Linked DNA regions of Sus scrofa: region 2 is linked to region 1. A link is a contact called in public HiChIP or PLAC-seq data. All regions are on one chromosome and are shown on one strand. Each heading gives the region's core, a stretch centred on a gene start, on an enhancer-like site or on the middle of the called end of the contact. The rest is flanking DNA. Distances are from core to core; before and after follow the strand shown.

Region 1 (6,724 bases), core at 3,046-5,545:
ATTTCCTGTGAGAGTTAAGGAGCAAGGTCTCGTGTGCCCTGGCGCAAAAAGCCAAACTCTGACAGAGTGTGTTTATAGCAAAGTAAGGGTCCATTGCACGGTGCCAAGCAAGGGAGTGGGAGACAAGTCTCAGATCGAGTGCAACTTGGTCTCTGAGCTAGGGATATTTTTAAAGGGAAAGAACAAAGAAGCTGGGATTAACGATTGTTCTGGGACATTTCTGTAGCTTATTTTAATCATATTTTCAGGAGCCATGATGTCTCTGGTTTACAGTTCTCTGGCCAGGCTTGGGAGCCTGTTAGTTCATTTGCCCTGGAGAAACAATCTGAATTTGCATTTTTTTTTTTCGGTCTTTTTGCCTTTTCGAGGGCCACTCCCACGGCATACGGAGGTTCCCAGGCTAGGGGTCGAATTGGAGCTATGGCCGCCGGCCTACACCACAGCCACAGCAACGCAGGATCCAAGCCGTGTCTGCGACCTACACCACAGCTCACGGCAAAGCCGGATCCTAAACCCACTGAGCAAGGCCAGGGACCGAACCCACAACTTCATGGTTCCTAGTCGGATTTGTTAACCACTGCGCCACGAAGGGAACTCCCTGAATTTGTATGTTGATGATGGTTTCTACAACAGCAATTTTAGTCATCTGACTCTAGTTGAGAGTGTTCAGTTAGCACAGGATTGTGGTCAAAGAGGACAAGAAAGGAATTGAGGTCAGAGGAGACAAGAAAAGGAATAAAGTTTTGGTTGGAGAGATTAATCACAAACTTGGTAAGAGAACTCAGTTTTAGGGAAGATTGGTTTTGAGAAAGGTGCCCTCCCCACACCAGGAGATGGGGAGCCAAAACTGAGATAAATCTCTACAAATTACCTCAGCAATCTTTATTTTCCATTAGTTTCCCCCATATATTTACTTTCCCACAATGTACTGAGAAGCTCATACCCCTTTTGCCTTGTCACATCTCCAAAACTGATCATTCTTTGTTAAAAATGCTATATAAGCTCACAGGCCTAATGGCTTTTTGGGGGTTTTCACTTCATTTCTGTGAGGGTCCACCTATCCATATAAAATCAACTTTGTTTTCTTTTCTTTTTAGGTCTGCACCTATGGCATATGGAACTTCCCAGGTAGGGGTCAAGTCAGAGTTGCAGCTCCTGGCCTATACCACAGCCACAGCAATGCAGGGTTGGAGCAGTGTCTGTGACCTATGCCACAGCTCAGGGCAATTTGTGATCCTTAACCCACTGGGCAAGGCCAAGGATCACATCTGCATCCTCATGGATGCTAGTCGAGTTCTTAACCTGCTGGGCCACAATAGGAACTCCTGAGATGAACTTTTTTCTCTTGTTAATCTGTCATTTGTCAGTTTAATTTGTAGAGCCTCAGTCAATGAACCTCAGAGAATAGAGGAAAAAATTTTTTCTTCCCTTACACCATCTTTGCCCACCTAACCAATTATTTTCTTGGACTGAAGTTGCTTGTCACATTTCTTTTCTTTCTTTCTTTTTTTTTTTTTGTCTTTTTAGGGCCACACCCACGGCATATGGAGGTTCCCAGACTAGAGGTCAAATTGGAGCCAAAGCTGCCAGCTTATGCCTCAGCCATAGCAATGCCAGATCCAAGCCACATCCTTGACCTATGGCCGAAGCTTGCAGCAACGGTGGATTCTTTATCCCACTGAGCAAGGCCAGAGACTGAACCCACATCCTCATGGATACTAGTCTTGTTCTTTATTTTATTTTATTTTTTTGTCTTTTTGCTATTTCTTGGGCCACTCCCATGGCATATGGAGGTTCCCAGGCTAGGGGTTGAATCCGAGCTGTAGCCACCGGCCCACGACAGAGCCACAGCAACGTGGGATCCGAGCTGCGTCTGCAACCTACACCACAGCTCACAGCAACGCCGGATTGTTAACCCACTGAGCAAGGGCAGGGACCGAACCCGCAACCTCATGGTTCCTAGTCGGATTCGTTAACCACTGCGCCACAACGGGAACTCCATAGTCTTGTTCTTAACTTGAGGAGCCACAATGGGAACACAGCTTGTCACATTTTGACATTACTATTTATTGCCAAAGTGCACCTACTATCAAGGTATGTTTAAGCATTCTGATGAGCCTGTTTTCTTGGGCCCAAATTCCACTTCCTCATGAAGTTTTCTACTTCCACTCACCATCATCTCTTTCCCTTTTGTGAAATCCCTTCCACCTAGGATCTGCAGCACTTTGTAGCTGAGCATTTCTCTCTCGTTAACTCATTAAAAAGAGAAAAAATCCCAGCTTGTATTTGTGTCTGGTCCTATGCAAGGCAGTGGAAACGCAAATATTAGTCAGACCAAGTTACCACCTTCTAGGAGCTCACAGTCCAGTGTGAATCTAAACTGAAGGACATAAGCTTGGGCCTTGTTGACATTCCACAGCACCGGTGTCATGTAAGCAGCTGGGCACCTTAGCCTCTGGCAGCTGCCCCCTTCCTTAGAGAACAAGGTTAGCTGATAAGGAGAACTGCATTTGCTACATGGTTACTCATCTAACCACCTCTTTGACTCCAGCATAAGCTGCCTGCTTGAAGTCAGGAAATAGAGCCCTTACCCTAAATCGTTACTATTTAACCTAAACACTATTACTAGTTAAGGTTTAAAATAACTTAACCCACTGCTTTGCTTCTGCACCCCTGCTTAGGCATGCGTACCTCCTCCCAACCTGGGTGTAAGTTTGCTTTTATAAACGCGGTCCGTTTCTTTGTTCGTGGCTTCACACTGTTTTAGGCACTCTTTTAGGCAGTGTGTGGCCCTGGCCAGTAATAAAGACTCCTAATTTGGCTTTTTTTCTCTGTTGGAATGGTCTCTGTTCTTTTACTGTATAACAAAACCTTATCTTTAAATGCATCTTGTGAGTAGCTGTAGGGTGGGATGGGGATTAAAAAAATGGATATAGGAGTTCCCTTTGTGCTGCAGTGGTTGATGAATCCGACTAGCAACCATGAGGTTGCGGGTTTGATCCCTGGCCTTGCTCAGTGGTTTGAGGATCCGGCGTTGCTGTGAGCTGTGGTGTAGGTCACAGACGAGGCTTGGATCCCCATTGTTGCTGTGGCTCTTGCATAGGCTGGTGGCTACAGCTCCAATTCGACCCCTAGCCTGGGAGCCTCCATGTGCCACGGGAGCGGCCCAAGAAATGGCAAAAAGACTAAAAAGAAAAAGATAATATATCTCCTGCTAACAGTCTGATATAACAGCGCTGGCACAGTAAATGGTGTCTGTTTATGAGAGTCTGGGACTAAATAATGAGAGGATGCTCAAATTTACACCCCCTCTTCTGGCCCCCAGCACTGTCGGAATGTAATTACAAAAGCAGAAATTTCTCAACTAAGAGTACCACTTCTTACTCATCCCAGCAGCTAGACAGAGCGTTTGGTCCACCTAGAAGGCACTCAGGAAACGTCTCTTGAGTGTTGGAGGAATGAATAAAAGCATTTCTCCCGAAGAAAACATTAGTAACAACAATGTACCCTTCTGCACCTTTTTTTTTTTTTTTTTTTTTTTAAGGTCCACACCGGGGCATATGGAGGTTCCCAGGCTAGGGGTTGAATTGGAGCTGTAGCGGTGGGCCTATGCCACAGCCACAGCAAAGCGGGATCTTTAACCCACGGAGTGAGGCCGGGGATGGAACCTGCGTCCTCGTTGATACTAGTCCGTTAGCTATAGCTGAGCCACTAGGGGAACTCCAGGAATTGTCTTTTTGTATAAGGGAAGGTAACAAGCCAGGCTCAGGGTGAGAGCGGGGACTCCGTGGGAGGCCTAAGATCTTTCGTGTTTACACACTGCCTGTGTGTTCGAGAACCACGAAGCAGAACTCTCTTGCTGAGTTGGAGCTGTGATTTGGTCGCCCAAGGGAGAAAGGGTAACCGGAGAATTGTGGAATAACAGCGGTGAGGGGAAAGGATGACTTAATATGGCGCCAGAGTGGATGGGTTGTGTAGAGTGATTTTTCCTCCCGCTTGATTAGTCCAGTGCCTGGCACCTAACAGTAGGTCGGAATGATTTGAGACTGATGGGATAATACAGAATAAAGGAGGGGGACGGATTACAGCAGTCGGTGAAGCGGGGATTATTATTCCACTGTGGAGATGAAGACACTGAACCCTGAAAGTGCCTTCAGCCGGGGATGTAGTCGGTCAATGATGAGCCAAAACCCCGATCCAAGATGCCAGTCCGGATCCTCCAGCAGCTCTCCCTAGAAGTCCCAGCCCCGCCCCACGCACTAAAAGTTCCGGATTCCGCCCCGCCCCCTTGGGGGACTTCCGGTCACGAAAGGTGGGATCCGCGGCCTGGAGCTGTGGGGCAGTAAAGTCCGCACCGCCAGGGCCACCGGGTACCTTGGGCTTGGTGACGGCGGTTGCTGCCCTTTATTTCTCGGGTCACTACTGGACGTTACGCGGCAGCCATTTCCTTCGTGTTGGCCTGAGGCCTCGGCCCCAGGGTAACGTCATTTCCGGGGCTGGGCGGACAGGCGAAGGAGGAAAGGGCTCCAGCCCCGCTTGGTGGGGGGAGGACTCGAGGCGGGTCTGCTCAGTATTTCCGGGTTTTGCGCAGGATCGCTGGGGGTTTTAGGAGAGGCGTTGTCACGAGTTGAGTTGCTGGGTTTTGCAAATAAAAAGGCAGGGCGTGTAATTAAATTCGAATTTCAGGTGAACAACAGATAAGTTTTTAAGGGTTCCTTTGTGGCTCAGCGGGTTAAGGATCTGGGCGTTGCCCCTTGCAGCGGCTCTAGTCGCTGCTGTGGCGTGGGTTCCACCCTTGGCCCGGGAATTTTCACATGCTCCTGTTGCGGCCAAAAAAAAAAAAAAAGGAGTTCCGGTGGTGGCTAAGCTAGTATCCCTGAGGACGCAGGTTGGATCCCTGGCCTCACTCAGTGGATTAAGGATCCCGAGTTGCTGGGAGCTGTGGCAAAGATTGCAGACGCAGCTCGGAGAATTTGGCATTGCTGTGACAATTGGTGTAGGGTGGCAGTTACAGCTCCGATTGGATCTCTCGCCTGGGAACTTCAGTACGCGGTGGGTGGGGCCCTAAAAAGACAAATAATAATAATAAAATTTTTTTAGTATAGGTATGTCCCCAACATGGTATGGAGGTTCTTACATTTAACAAACTACTTGTTTATCTGAAATTCAAATTTAACTGAGTGACTTGTACTTTATCTGGCTACCTTAGTCTTGGGCGCCCCCTGCCCTGGGCTGGGATCCTCTAGGCCCCTATCCATCAGAGAAACTGGTACAAAGTTCACCCAGGCTGAAAAATCAACTATTGCTACATGCCAAAGGGCTTTTACCTCTAATTCTAATGGCCCAGCCCCAGAGGTCCTAGGCCACAGCTGAGCCCATTTTGGATCCCTTTGTGTTGCCTTTCACAGCTGATCTGGGGCATGCTTGGTTCTCTTCCGGGAAAGCTGAGTTTCATGTAGACTAAATGGCTGAAGGCTAGAAGTTGCCAGGTTTTTTTGCTTTTTGTTTTTTCCTTCCTCCCTCCCCTCCCTCCTTCCCTGGCCATAGATTGAATATGCTGCAGCTGTGGCGATGCAGGATCCTTTACTGCACCAGGCCAGGATCGAACCTGCCTGTATGAGCAACCAGAGCTGCTGCAGTCAGATTCAGCAGGTTAAGGATCCAGGCGTTGCCACTTGCAGGGGCTCTAGTTGTGGCTGTGGCGTGGATTCCATCTCTGGCCCAGGAATTTCCTCATGCTGTAGTCGTGGCAAAAAAAAAAAAAAAAAAAAAAAAAAAAAAGGAGTGCTCATGGTGGCTCGGTGTTAACAAACCCCTGCTGTAACCATGAGGATGCAGGGCTTCAGGGCAGGAACTTCTGACAGGTTGTTTTTTATTTTTTGTTTTTGTCTTTTTAGGGCTGCACCTGAAGTTCAGGTTCCCAGGCTAGGGGTCAAATCAGAGCTGTAGCTGTCTGCCACAGCCACAGCAATGCCACATCCAAGCTGTGTCTGTGACTTACACCACAGTTCACAGCAACGCCGGATCCTTAACCCACTGAGCAAGGCCACGGATCGAACCTGTGTCTGCATGGATGCTAGTGTCAGATTCGTTTCTCCTGAGCCATGATGGGAACTCCTGCCGGGTGTTTTGAGTGTGGGATAAGATGATGTTTGGGTTCCATTGTTAACAGTGGACAGCTTCAGAGAGTCCAGAGATGTGCAGGGGAGACTATTAGTCTTAATCTCATTCCACTTTTCTTTTTACACATGAGGCCCCATGAGAGAAATCGAGCTGTCCTTGTGGTGGATCTGGAGCCTGATTCCCAGCCCCTTTCTCTTGCTCTGTCCACACTTGCTGCTGCAGTCAGCTGTCAGCATTTATGGTGGGCATTTATTAAAGTAATGCCTTTTTTTTTTCTTTTTCTGTTGTACTTGTAGCATATGGAAATTCCCAGGCAAGATGGAATCTGAGCTGCAGCTGTGACCTATGCCTCTGTCAACACAGGATCCTTAACCTGCTGCATCACAGCTGGAACTCCAATAATATCTTTTTCCTTTGTCACAGCCACACCTGCGGCATATGGAAGTTTCTGGGCTAGAGGTCAAATTGGAGCTGCAGCTGCAGGCCTACACCACAGCCATAGCAACACCAGATCCAAGCCACATCTGCGACCTACAACACAGTTTGCAGCAATGCTGGATACTTAGCCCACTGAGTGAAGCCAGGGATCTAACCATCATCA
Region 2 (6,724 bases), core at 1,681-4,180, 62 kb before region 1:
GCAAGAGAGAAGCTGTACAAAATGTACCCAAAAAAACAGAGGTACACACTGACACATGCATGCATGCATACCCAGCCCCAGCCCACCAGCCAGGCTGCCTAACCCTGAGAGGCCCTGAGGAGGCAGGCCAACCCTGGCTCAGCCCCACCAGGGGGTGATAAGCCCCTACCCCCGGCAGCTGGGAAGAGGAATGGCTCTTGGAGACTCTCCAAAACAGTCCCTGTCTTGGTCCCTGAGCCACAGAGCTGGAAGGTGATGGCCAATGAATAGGGACCCAGGTACAGAGGTGAGGATTGTGGTCAGAACTAGGGAACCACAGAAGTCACAGATTCACTGATGGTTCAGATGAGGAAACCAAGGTCTAAGTTGGGAAGGGCCCTGCTTGGGCCTCTGGGTGCACAGGACCAGGCCAGCATGACCTTGGGGCTGCCCAGGGGTCAGGAGAATTCTGCAGGAGCACAGCTGGAGGGCTGAGGTCAGAGAATATTTATAGGGCCCAGACTGGGCAGCTTGGGTGTGGCGGGGGCGGGGGGACCTTTAGGAAAACAAACTCTGGTCATGTCCTCGGGTGGCCTGCATGAAGGGTGACCCTGAGCCTGAGACCTCAGGCTGTATACAAGCCTCCAAGGCTGCTGGGAGGGCAGGGTCCCAGCTAAGTTCAGCAGGCCCTTGGGGCTCAGAGCAGCCTGGCATGGACACAGCCCCAGTGGGCCAGGACAGAGCTGCTCCTCTGTGGACCCCAAGCTGGTCCATGATGAAGAGCCTGGATTCTGGGGCTCCACCTTTCCGGTAGCTGTGTGTGACCTCTGACCTCACTGAACCTCAAACCCATCTATAACACGGGGCTAATACTCCCCAAATGCTGAGGAGTAAATAGGAGACAGTGCTCCGCAACGGGGGCCTCTCCTAATAATAATCATTAACTTGTGTTACTGTAATGACGCGGGGCAGGCTGTGCTGAGCTGTTCCTTCCACCTGCTCAGACCTACTGCTTCTATTGTTACCAGGACAAACTGACACCCCAGTAGTGGGAGAGACATCCCCCTCCATGCCTCCTCAGCCACCATCAATAATCCAGAGGCCAGGCCTGGGATACCTGAGCCTCAATCATCAAAGATTCATGCCCCCCCTACTCTCACCCACTTGCTGCCTTACCCCCCACCCCTCCACCCAGTAAGCCTCAGGTTACAGGTCCCTCCCCTGCCCTGCTCTGAGGTCAGCAGATCCACACTTATAGCCAGGTCAGGGCTGGCACCTGGGCATCCAGGGTGATTTCTCCTGCCACCTCCCCAGGCCAGAAATGGAAAGGAGTGGGCTGCCCTCACACAGAAGGAGGGCTGGGAAAGGGGTTCAGCCCCCAGATTCCCCTAGGCAGGCTCATCTCAGCATATGGGAAATGAGGGAGTGAGGGAGGGCCCAGGCCACAGGACTGGTCAGCCCAGAGAGGGGAGGAGGAGCCCTAACTTCTGATCCCCTCCCAGTTAGAGGTGACAGCAACGATCAGACAAAGGGGAAGGAAGGGGCAGGTCCAGTGAGGGGCTGTTCCCTTCTGTGGGGCTGAGTCATGAAGCTGCCCCTCCAGCTCTTCTTGGAGAGTAGCTGGCCCAGACCCAGACCTCTGCCTTTTCTGGTCCTGTGGGCGGGGCCAGGGAAACCCTCTCAGGGCCAGCCACCAAGCGGCCACAACCGCAAGCAGACCAGGTGGTCAGGCTGGTCGATGATGATGGCCCCAGGCAGAGGATCCTGGCGTGGTAGGAGGAATGGCTGAAGGCCAAACCACTGGGCTACCTGGGTAAGCAGCCTGGGCCTTCCCCACAGGCCAGGTAGCCCTCCCAGGTCAGTGACACAGGGGGACATTGAGGCCTGGGTAGGGTCAGAACACCTGGCCCCTGGTCATTGCTTCTTTCCCATCCTGTATAAGGAGGAAACCAAGCCATTTGGGAGAGGAGGCTGATGCTCTGGGCTGAAGGAGGACCTGGCCTGGAATCTCTAGGGTCAGGAGCCTCTTTCCTACCTCCAGCCTGGAGCTGGGACCTTCCAATACCAGCTGGGGCAGACTCAGGAGATCAGAGGTCAAGGTCAGATTGGTGACTCTCCACATCCCATTTAGTTTTTCCCAGGCTGGTTTGTGAGGGTCCTGGGAGGAGCCAAAGGTCGGGGCTCCCTTCTCACACAGACATAAAGCAGTACAAACCAAACACCCATCCATGGTAACAAATGAACACTGAGATGCACTCAAATTGTGCGTGCACACACACACACAGACTCCCACAGACATGTGCATACAGTCACGAAACACTGATGTCTAAAGATGGTTCCATGCAACAGTGTCCAATCAAGACATTGCTGTATGTGCACGAATGACCCTAGATGTACACAAGCAGTCATATCCAGATGTGCACACAGGTCCGTACATACAAGTGCACATGCGTGCTCACTCCCTCAGATGTGCACATCCGGGTACACCCACTCCCAGAAAGGGACAAAAATACATAGATAGGCACACACAGGCACATCCACCCCCGGATGGGAACAGAGATACCTTCACCCCCAACTATGCCCAGTAAGTCCGCACCCCACTAAGATTTGCCCACCCCAGGCGACCCACGGCTGCAAGAGAACAGGAAGCTTCCCTAGGCTGGTGCCGGATCGGAAACAGGGGCCGGGAGCCCAGGAGGGGGCGCAGCCTCAGACTCTCCCTCGGCCCCCCGTCCGTCCGCCATCTGCCCTCACCGTGGATGCCGGTCTGGTGCGCCATGGCTCCGTGCCCCGCTCCGCCTGCGCCCTCAGAGCCCTCGGCTCGGCCACGACCCAGCTCGGCTCGTCTGGACCGGGAGGAGGAGAAGGAGGAGGAGGATGTGGCGGTAGCCTCCCAGCCTCGCGCAGCTTCCCGGGCGGTGCCGCAGGACCCGCCCCCAGAGCGCCCCGCCTCCGACGGGCGAGGCCGGGACTCGAGGCCGCGCGTGCGTGCAGTAGGCGCCTGGCTCCAGGTGGGCCCAGGGAGGAGCTTTGAGTGGTGTTTCCGCGCGCTTGCGCTTGCCTTGTTTCTGGCGGAGAATGCGATCTGCGTACCGCCTAGCATGTGTGGGCGCATGCACGTGTGTGTCAGTACACCCGGATCCGAGTGGTCTGTGGCTGGGGCGTATCCATATGAGCGCGCGCAAGCCTGAGTCCCGGTCAGGGGCCAGGTGGGTTTGCAGATGGGTAGCATCCTGGCGTGGCCTTGAAGCGGGGAAGGGGTTTTTCTGTGTGTGAATGGGCACCCGTGTGTTTGTGTGACATCTCTTTCCTTGGAGACGTTTCTTGGGCGGCTCCTGTGGCCCTGGGCACCTGGAGGCGACGCGCCTGAAGGCCCCGTCCTGACGGTGGGAGCCCAAACTGACTTTCTGCTAGACAGCCCGCAAATGAACAGTGTCTGTGGTGGCGAGTGCCCTGTGCAGAGGGTAAGGGGCCGTTAGGAGGAGGTGAAATTTGAGTGGAAACCTGGAGGAAAGCCTGGCAGAGGGGTGGGGAAAGTCTTCTGAAAAGAGGAGACTGCAGAATTCCCTTCGCGACGCAGGAGAAACGAATCCAACTAGGAACCATGAGGTTGCAGGTTTGATCCCTGGCCTCACTCAGTGGGTTAAGGATTCGGCATTTCTGTGAGCTGTGGTGTAGGTCCCAGACGCGGCTCGGATGTGGCGTTGCTGTGGCTGTGGTGTAGGCCAGCAGCTGTAGCTCCATTAAGACCCCTAGCCTGGGAACCTCCATATGCCTGCGCCATGGGTGCGGCCCTGAAAAAAAAAAATTCCTTGGAAATAGGAATTAACCAAGAAAACACATTAACTAAAACTAATAAGGTTATGTTCTCTATTCTAATGTCCATCACTGGATAAATTACACGACTACCTTAATTGCAAAGTCCTCCCTCCTACCTGGTTGGCCCCACTCTGCATCATTCTCTTTGTTTTTATCCCTGCCTGGCACATATATTTACTCGCTTATTTGTTTATTGTCTTCCCTCCACCAGTTTAAGTTTTTACCCCTGCTGTATCTCCAGCAGCTAGAACAGTGCCCAGGATTAGTAGGTGTTCAGTAATATTTTCCAAATTAGAAGTTCCCATCGTGGCGCAGTGGAAATGAATCTGACTAGGAACCATGAGGTTGCAGGTTCACTTCCTGGCCTCGCTCAGTGGGTTAAGGATCTGGCATTTCTGTGAGCTGTGGTGTAGGTTACAGACATGGCTCAGACGTGGCACTGCTGTGGCTGTGGTAAAGGCCAGCAGCTGTAGCTCCAGTTCGACCCCTAGTATGGGAACCTCCATATTGCCATGGGTGCAGCCCTAAAAAGCAAAAAAAAAAAAAAATATATATATATATATATATATTTGCCAAATTAAAACAATGTCTGAATGAACTATTAGAATCTTTGTGTTGCACACTTACTATGGCTGGACACGTTTATTCAGTCCTTATGAAAGTCCTGTAATGTATGTGTTGTTACATACATTACAGAAGAAATTTGAGGTTCAGAAAGATAAAGTGATTTGATCAAAGTCACAAGGTAGTGAGTATCCCCAAGAACCTTAGTTTCCTTAACTTAGGGAACGGGAACAGATCTACAGCAGAAATTGAAAAAACACTGTAAATCAACTATACTGTAATGAAAAAGAAAGAAAGGAAAAGAGAAAAAGGAACAAACGATGAGAAGCCCTGCTGGGCAGTGGCCCTCATTGCTTCCATCACTATCTCACACCTCAGTGATGAGGGTTTAACCAGAGAAAGGAACTTCCTGGAAGCTGGGGTTGGAGCCCAGTTCTGCTCAGCTTCAAAACCAAGGATGCAGTGAGGAGCACAAGGGCCAGCAGACTCCATCTCTGGCTGAGATCCGGTTTTAGGCAGAAAGATAAGAAAGCTGCATGCAGCTCCTCGAATGAGTCCAGGGATGATCAGAGTGTCTAGGAACAGGTAGGTTGCTCCTTTCTTTTCTTTTCTTTTTTTTTTCTTTTGCCTTTTCTAGGGCCGCTCCTGTGGCATATGGAGGTTCCCAGGCTAGGGGTCTAATCGGAGCTGTAGCCAACAGCCTATGCCGCAGCCAACAGCCTATGCCGCAGCCACAGCAACACGGGATCCGAGCCATGTCTGCAACCTACACCACAGGTCACGGCAACGGCAGATTCTTAACCCACTGAGTGAGGCCAGGTACTGAACCTGCAACCTCATGGTTCCTAGTCGGATTCGTTAACCACTGAGCCATGACAGGAACTCCAGCTTTCTCTTTTCTTGCTGTTTCTCCACACAAAGTCAGCCACTGAAATAGTTTTTTTATCAGGTGTATCAAGGATTTAAATGTGCTTTTTTAAAACAGTGAACTATTAAAATTCTGAAGAAACAAAGGGAGAAGATTGTAAAATCTTGGAGTGGAGACGTCCTTCTGAGTATGTCACCAAGCCCAAAAATCATAAAAAAAAAGAAACCAACAAATTAATTTACATTAAAAATTAAAAGTCTTGGAGTTCCCGTCATGGCTAAGTGGTTATCGAACTTGACTAGTATCTATGAAGACCTGGATTCAACCCCTGGCCTCACTCAGTGGGTTAGGGAGCATGAGCTGTGGTGTAGGTCGAAGACACGTCTTGGATCCCGTGTTGCTGTGGCTGTGGTGTAGGCTGGCAGCTACAGCTCTGATTCAACCCCTAGTCTGTGAATTTCCATATGTCGTGGGTGCAGCCCTAAAAAAAAAGACAAAAGACCAAAAAAAAAAAATTTTTTTAAGTCTTGGGGTTCCCAGATGGCCTAGCAATTAAGGATTCCATGTTGTCACTGCTGTGGTGCAGTTTTGATCCCTGGCCCAGGAAATTCTATATGCTGCAGGTGCAGCCAAAGAATAAGTAAATAAAAAAGTCTAGGGGTTCCTGACATGGCTCAGTGGAAAAAAAATCTGACTGGTATCCATTGAGGACAAGGGCAGGGACCAAAACCGCAACCTCATGGTTCCTAGTCAGATTCGATAACCACTGCGCCACAATGGAAACTTCCCACCTATCTTTATTTTAAATTGAAGTGAAGGTTAACGATCCGGCGTTGCCATGAGCTGTGGTGTAGGTCGCAGACGCGGCTTGGATCCCGAGTTGCTGTGGCTCTGGCGTAGGCGGTAACTACAATTCCGATTCGACCCTAGCCTGGGAACCTCCATATGCCGAGAGAGCGGCCCAAGAAATGGCAAAAAAAAAAAAAAAAAAAAAAAAAATGAAGTGAGGAGTTCCCGTTGTGGCTCAGTGGAAACAAATCCAACTAGGAACCATGAGGTTGAGGGTTTGATCCCTGGCCTCGCTCAGTGGGTTAAGGATCTGGCGTTGCCGTGAGCTGTGGTGTAGGTTGCAGACGCTGCTTGGATCTGGTGCTGCTGTGGCTCTGGCGTAGGCTGGGCAGCTACAGCTCTGATTGGACCCCCAGCTGGGGAACTTCCACATGCCACTAGTGCAGCCCTTTAAAAAGACAAATTGAAGTGAAAGTCCCATAACGTAAAACTAACAATTTTATTTATTTTATTTTTATTTTATTTTTTCTTTTTTTTGTCTTTTTGCTATTTCTTTGGGCCGCTCCCGCGGCATATGGAGGTTCCCAGGCTAGGGGTTGAATAGGAGCTGTAGCCACCGGCCTACGCCAGAGCCACATCAATGTGGGATCCGAGCCGAGTCTGCAACCTACACCACAGTTCACGGCAACACTGGATCCTTAACCC

What was found. HiChIP or PLAC-seq counts read pairs in DNA pulled down with a chosen protein or histone mark.
Region 2: a contact with region 1 is called in an H3K27ac HiChIP or PLAC-seq map of alveolar macrophages. The contact joins the promoter of TWF2 here to the promoter of GLYCTK in region 1. A contact is called at or near these places in 4 of 5 promoter capture datasets (fetal liver, fetal skeletal muscle and liver), 12 of 47 Hi-C or Micro-C datasets (alveolar macrophages, blood, embryonic fibroblasts and 7 more) and 2 of 2 datasets of contacts at active chromatin or transcription factors (alveolar macrophages and skeletal muscle).

The regions. Positions count from the first base shown.
Region 1 is chr13:34,429,108-34,435,831 of Sscrofa11.1, forward strand. GLYCTK (glycerate kinase) reads left to right here and starts at 4,296. Exons shown (of 5, transcript XM_005669627.2): 1 at 4,296-4,478.
Region 2 is chr13:34,368,067-34,374,790 of Sscrofa11.1, forward strand. It overlaps TWF2 (twinfilin-2), which reads right to left and starts at 2,931. Exons shown (of 9, transcript XM_013981767.2): 1 at 2,734-2,931. The coding sequence starts at 2,758. It also overlaps a transcript of TLR9 not described here.